Linked DNA regions of Sus scrofa: region 1 is linked to region 2. A link is a contact called in public Hi-C data. All regions are on one chromosome and are shown on one strand. The core of a region is the stretch at or near the end of the contact, and the rest is flanking DNA. Distances in the headings are between cores, read along the strand shown. Region 1 holds the start of MATR3 (matrin-3). Region 2 has its middle 72 kb from the start of HSPA9.

Region 1 (2,700 bases), core at 111-2,610, 570 kb after region 2:
TCAACTCTTTGCTGGGAACCTCCATATGCCATGGGTGCAGCCCTAAAGAGACAGGAAAAAAAAAAAAAAAGAAGAAGAAGAAAATAATGCCATTTGCAGCAACATGAATGGAACTATAGACTCTCATAATGAGTGAAGTCAGAAAGAGAAAGACAAATACCGTATGATATCACTTATATCTGGAATCTAATATATGGCACAAATAAAACTACCTACAGAAAAGATGATGGCCAAGGGGGAGGGGGAGGGAGTGGGATGGACTGGGAGTTTGGGGTTAGTAGATGCAAACTATTTGCATTTGGAGTGGATAAGCAATGAGATCCTGCTGTATAGCACAGGGAACTATATCTAGTCACTTGTGATGGAACATGACAGAGGATAATGTGAGAAAAAAAAATATATATATACGACTGGGTCACTTCGTTGTGCAGCAGAAATTGACAGAACATTGTAAATCAACTATAATAGAAAAAACAAAAATCTTAAAATTAAAAAAAATTGTTGGCAGATGACAAGGGCATTGGTTAACTCCCAGGGTTTTGTCTGACAAATGTGTCAGCTGCAATATGTGGGCAGAGCCAGTAGGATGCTAGGGAGGGGCTGGGAAGTGGCTTTGGAATTTGGAGAATTATGGAATGGATTTAGGAATGCTGCTGGGTCTTGCTCCTCTAGCCCTTGTTCTTCAGCTTCACCAACTGTTCAGCAGGACAGAATCATATTGACTCCAACCAGCAAGGGAACTAGTTGTTTAGTGTCGAATAGAAATGCTGGTAACTTGGTGAGCAATATGTCCAGATCAAGGATGTGGCCTCTTAGGCTGGGTGTGCCACGGTGAAAGGAAGTTTGGAAGAGCGAGCCTGTTTTCTTTGGCTGTTGCAGCTCAGCTAAGGATGTGGTCCCGCAGGTTAGGCTATAGGAGTGAAGGACATAAATCTCCTGGAAAGATCCCAAAACCAAGGTGACCAGTGTGGGTGGACGATCCATTCGCCGGGTGACAGAACTGCTGAAGAAAGCCCGAAGGAGGATCTGTGTGGGAGGTGGAAAAAGCGTGGGCTGAGCTTGCAGCAACTGAAAGGCGCCACACGTGTGAGATGAACCCGCCGAGCTCGGTGGGGGCGGACCGGAAGCACCGCCTCACTACCACACGCCAGGTTTTCTCTTTAGCAGCTTCAAACCCAGGGCCCTTTCCATCCGTAAGGATGGATGGGATGGGTGTCTCATCAACACAGCGATGGTTTGGATACCTACCCTTTCTCTTCTGGGTGCTAACCCCTAGGAAGTATGATCACCTCTGCCACAGCTCCCCCTATTTTCCTAACCCCGCCCTTGTTGGGCGGGTTTTCTTAGCCCCGCCCACCGAGAACCGCCCCGTAGCCGCCCCGGGGCGGGGCTTCTCCCGACTCCCGGCTGCCCTTTCCCCTGCGGCCTCCGCCGGGGCCGGAGTGTCCCTGCCGAGCTCCCGACACCAAGGGTGAGTAAGGGCAAAGTAGGGACAGCTCACCTTGGAGGTTTACTAGCCAAAGGCGAAAGGCTGCGGTGGAGGGGCTTCTTCCGAGGCACGCGACCAAACCGGGGTTCGTTCCCTCGTGACCCAAGATTTGGAGGGTATCTTCAAGAGACGCTGGGGGATCGTAGTCGCCCCCTCTTTCCTACCATCCTTGTGGTCTCTGGAGAGTCCGCTAGAGCCGGTCTCGGACTCCCGTAGAGCCAGTCTCGATGCTCCTGAAGCACCAGGGCCGGGGGACTTGGGAAGGTTTGTGAGGAACACGTGCTCGGGTGGAGCTCGGTCAGACCCTTCAACCCGAGCCCGGAAAGGGGGCAGGCTATTTTTAGATTTGTTTTTCGATTTGGACGAGGAGCTTCCTCTCTTTTTCGTTTTCTCTAAATTGTTTGCAGCTGGTTAGGAGTGAAATTCGAGGATGGCTGGGAATATAGTCTTAGATAACCTCACCTTACATAAATAAGGTAAATTATAAGGATGAGGGGGTAGGAATGTTTATTAAAAATTTTGCAAACATTTTGGTCAATGTTTTAAACCGGTCCTTTGGATCGTTGGCAGGAATGGCAACCTAACTGCCTCCAGTTCCTTTCACATCCATTACTGCATCCAATTATTTTTTAAAAGGTTGCTTTTATGGTTCATGTAATTGAGGCCCTTGTCGATCTAGTTTTAACCAGCCTTTCCAATTTTTCACTGCCCATGGCTTTCCCAGGATTAACTTGCCCTTCTCCTTACCAGTATTTATCATCTCCTGGCCTGGGATGGAGCTGCCGGTAAAAGCAAATGTTACTGACTGCCCAGAGTCTATAGGAGATGCTTTCCTATAGGCTTAGTTTATATTCCATTTAAATCTCCCAACCACCCTATATACTATTATCAACACCCCCATTCGATCAGTAAGGAGACTGAAGTCCAGAGAGTTTTTTGCCCACTGTCACATGGCTGCTAAGCAACAAAGCCAAGCTTCCTGATACTTATTAACTTGCTGCTGTGGAACTACTGTGAGATACAAATGAAAATGACCTATGAAATAGGTCTGATCCAGAGAACTATTTATTTTGTTGTCTGATTGTTCTGGGGCTCAGGCCTCACTAAGTTAAGGGGTTTTGAGGGTAGGAGTCTTGAACGCCACACAAGAGTTCACGAACTTGGCTGACTCTAACCTGGAGTGCTTTGATTGCAGAGGGCCCAGCTGTGGA
Region 2 (2,700 bases), core at 136-2,635:
GAGCTTTGCAGTGAAGCAGCCCCTGTGTGCTGTGAGCCCAGATCTGCCCGAAGTTTCTCAAAATTTAGGAAGGGGGTATTGCTTGTCTTCTCTGACCAGTGAGAGAAGGTCCTGTTGTGTAAGGCAGGTCCCTCTGGTGTGGAATGTTCTGCAAAATTCTGGACTCTCCTTTCCTTTCCCCAAGGATGTCACCTGGCCCCAAATCCATTATGAAACATTACTGAGGGAGTTCCCACTGTGGCTTAGCTGGTTACGAGCCAAACTAGTATCCATGTGGATGTGGGTTCAATCCCTGGCCTTGCTCAGTGGGTTAAGGATCTGGCATGGCTGTGGCTGTGGTGTAGGCTGGCTGGTGGCTGCAACTTCGATTTGACCCCTAGCCTGGGAACTTCCATGTGCTGCCGGTGAGGCCCTAAAAAGACAAAAAAAAAAAAAAAAAAAAAAAAAAGAAGAAGAAGAAAAAGAAAAAAAAAATCATTGAGTCCAATTAGCCTTGACAGGCTGCATGTCCAAGGAGCAGCTTTCCAGTTTTTGTTCCAAGACCTGCTTATGTGTCCTGCCCCGCTCAGAATTCGGTGTTATCCCATACCTAAGCTTGGCTCCCACCTTTCACCTCTGGGCAGGACTTGGCTTTGGGTGAGGGCTAGAGGGCAGAGGCTGGGAGAGTGGAGGAGCCAGCCCTACCCTTTGCAGTTCACAACCATGGTCAAGGCGAGTACTTTGGGAGGGCAAGAAAGAGGAGCAGTGATTGGAGGCCTCTGGAAAAGGCAGGCAGGCCAGGCCAGGAATATTGATAACCTATTTCCAGCGTCCTCTGGGCTTCCTTTGCCCGTCCTGCTACCCTCTAAAATCTGAACGGAGCTGGAAAGGGCTTTCTGAGAAGCGAGGCCCCTGAGCCTCCAAGTCCCACCAGCCTCCTTCTGGTTCCCTGGCTTCTCTCCAGAGTGCAGGAGCTTCCAGTGTCATCGGTTCATTATCATGCTGATAAAAGCGCTTAGTCCTTGAAAAAGCATGACACCCCAGCTGAGGCCAGCACCCTCCCCCCAACCTGAGGAGGAATACAGATGGATGGAGACGTGGGGGGAGGGTGCAGACACACACAGCGATGCTTGTGCCCAGGGGAGCGTGTAAATGGACACAAACCCGCCAGCGGACAGGGCACCCACAGCTTTACACACAGGCACAGGCGTGTTTCCCACACCCACGTGTAGCTATCAGGGAGCCCCCTAACACAGTAGCCACACTCGGGTGCTCACAGCCCCTGAGGTTCACTCAGCATGTAGATCCCAGACCCAGAGGGCGGGCTCCCCAGACTCGGCTGGGGGCAGAGAGTGGACCGCAGAAGCCGAGGTTAGGGACCTGCGCGTTCCATTAGCCGCAAGAAGCATGTCTGGAATCTAAACGCGTGGGGACAAGGACACTGCGGAGCAGTTCCTGACCCACCCCTCCCCCAGCGGAAAGCTCCGTGTGGTCAATAAAGCCATTTAAGGATTACAGCAGCTCCCTCAATAAAAGCTGCTTATTCCAAAGGTGCCTTCAGTTAATTTGCGTTTACTTCATGGATATTATAATACCTGGAAAAACTGCCTCCTCAGCCTCCCTTCCAGTTCTCCAATCGACTCCTCTGGCCCACACCCACCCGCTTCCTTCCAAGCTCCTCTCCTTTGCCCCGCCCCTGGGAACCAGTATCGGTTTGGGAAGGGCCATGATTGGCAGCAACGCAGGGACCTTGATGGGAGTGGGAGTGGGGAACATGGGCCACTGCCCCGTGGTAAAGGCGCCGCTCCAGGGTCCGCCAGAAGGGGCCAGAGAGTTCTCCAACCGGAGAGGAAGGAGGGCAGAGGCGGTGGAGGAGCCCCTTCTGGTTCCCCCAGGGTGGTACTAGCCTCATCTCTTAAGAAAGGGTGAATCTGCTGTTTGCAAGTAGGGGCACGAGAGGGGTAGGTAGAGTCAGCTTCCACTTCCATGACTACCTCTGGTGGCCACCTCCCTTGCATTCAGTTCAGTCAGCGCATTTAATTAGTACCTACTGTGCGCCAGGTTTTATGCTGAGCCCCTGGAATACAATGGTGAACAGTATTGTATGGCCCCTGCCCTGACAAAGATCCTAGTCTAATGGGGCGAACCCACAAAAAATGAGGAAACCAGTGGAGGAATGCAGAGTCACAAATTATACAGTATGTAATAAGTACTATAAAGGGAACAAACGGGGTGCTGAGATAGAAATGGGGACTTAGCTGGGCAGGAGGTGTCAGGGATTGGTGGTGACATAGGAGAGGCCTGGAAGAGTAGGAGGCAGGGAAAGAGCATTTCAGGTTTCCAGAGCTGCCAGTGCAGAGGCCCTGTGGCAGGGGTGTCAGAGAAAGAGAGAGCAATGGGCTGGAGTGAGACTGTGGGAGGAGTGGTGCCTGATTAGGTCGGTCTGGTTAGGCCGGGCAGGCTCAGGTCTTGTGAGCCCTGGGAAGGTGTTTGGGGTTATCCTGAGAGAGGAAGGCAGCCCGCAAAGAGGTTTAACCGGGGAAGCAGGATCTCGCATCCTTGCAGCAGGGAGATGGGTTAGAAGGGCACCAGAAGATGCAGCAGAGGGGAAGGAGGCCTTGGTCGTCATCCAGCGAAGAGCGGCGGGAAGGGGGAAGGGAAAGCATCCACCTTTTTTTATTTTATTTTATTTTTTTTATTTTATTTTATTTTTTTTGCCAT

What was found. A called contact is a pair of places that touch in the nucleus more often than the background predicts.
Region 1: a Hi-C map of heart right ventricle shows a contact between it and region 2, with 2.5 times the contacts expected there. The contact joins the promoter of MATR3 here to the enhancer-like site in region 2. A contact is called at or near these places in 11 of 47 Hi-C or Micro-C datasets (alveolar macrophages, embryonic fibroblasts, fetal skeletal muscle and 6 more) and 1 of 2 datasets of contacts at active chromatin or transcription factors (skeletal muscle).

The regions. Positions count from the first base shown.
Region 1 is chr2:141,178,155-141,180,854 of Sscrofa11.1, forward strand. MATR3 (matrin-3) reads left to right here and starts at 1,361. Exons shown (of 17, transcript XM_021084863.1): 1 at 1,361-1,471; 2 at 2,685-2,700.
Region 2 is chr2:140,603,311-140,606,010 of Sscrofa11.1, forward strand. No RefSeq gene overlaps it. Among named protein-coding and RNA genes, the nearest start is that of HSPA9, 72 kb to the left of the region's middle. Within about 2 kb of position 1,386, at least 7 of the 83 cell types and tissues checked have an H3K27ac peak or open chromatin away from gene starts, as enhancers often do. A contact at or near this core is called in omental adipose tissue, where this site is marked.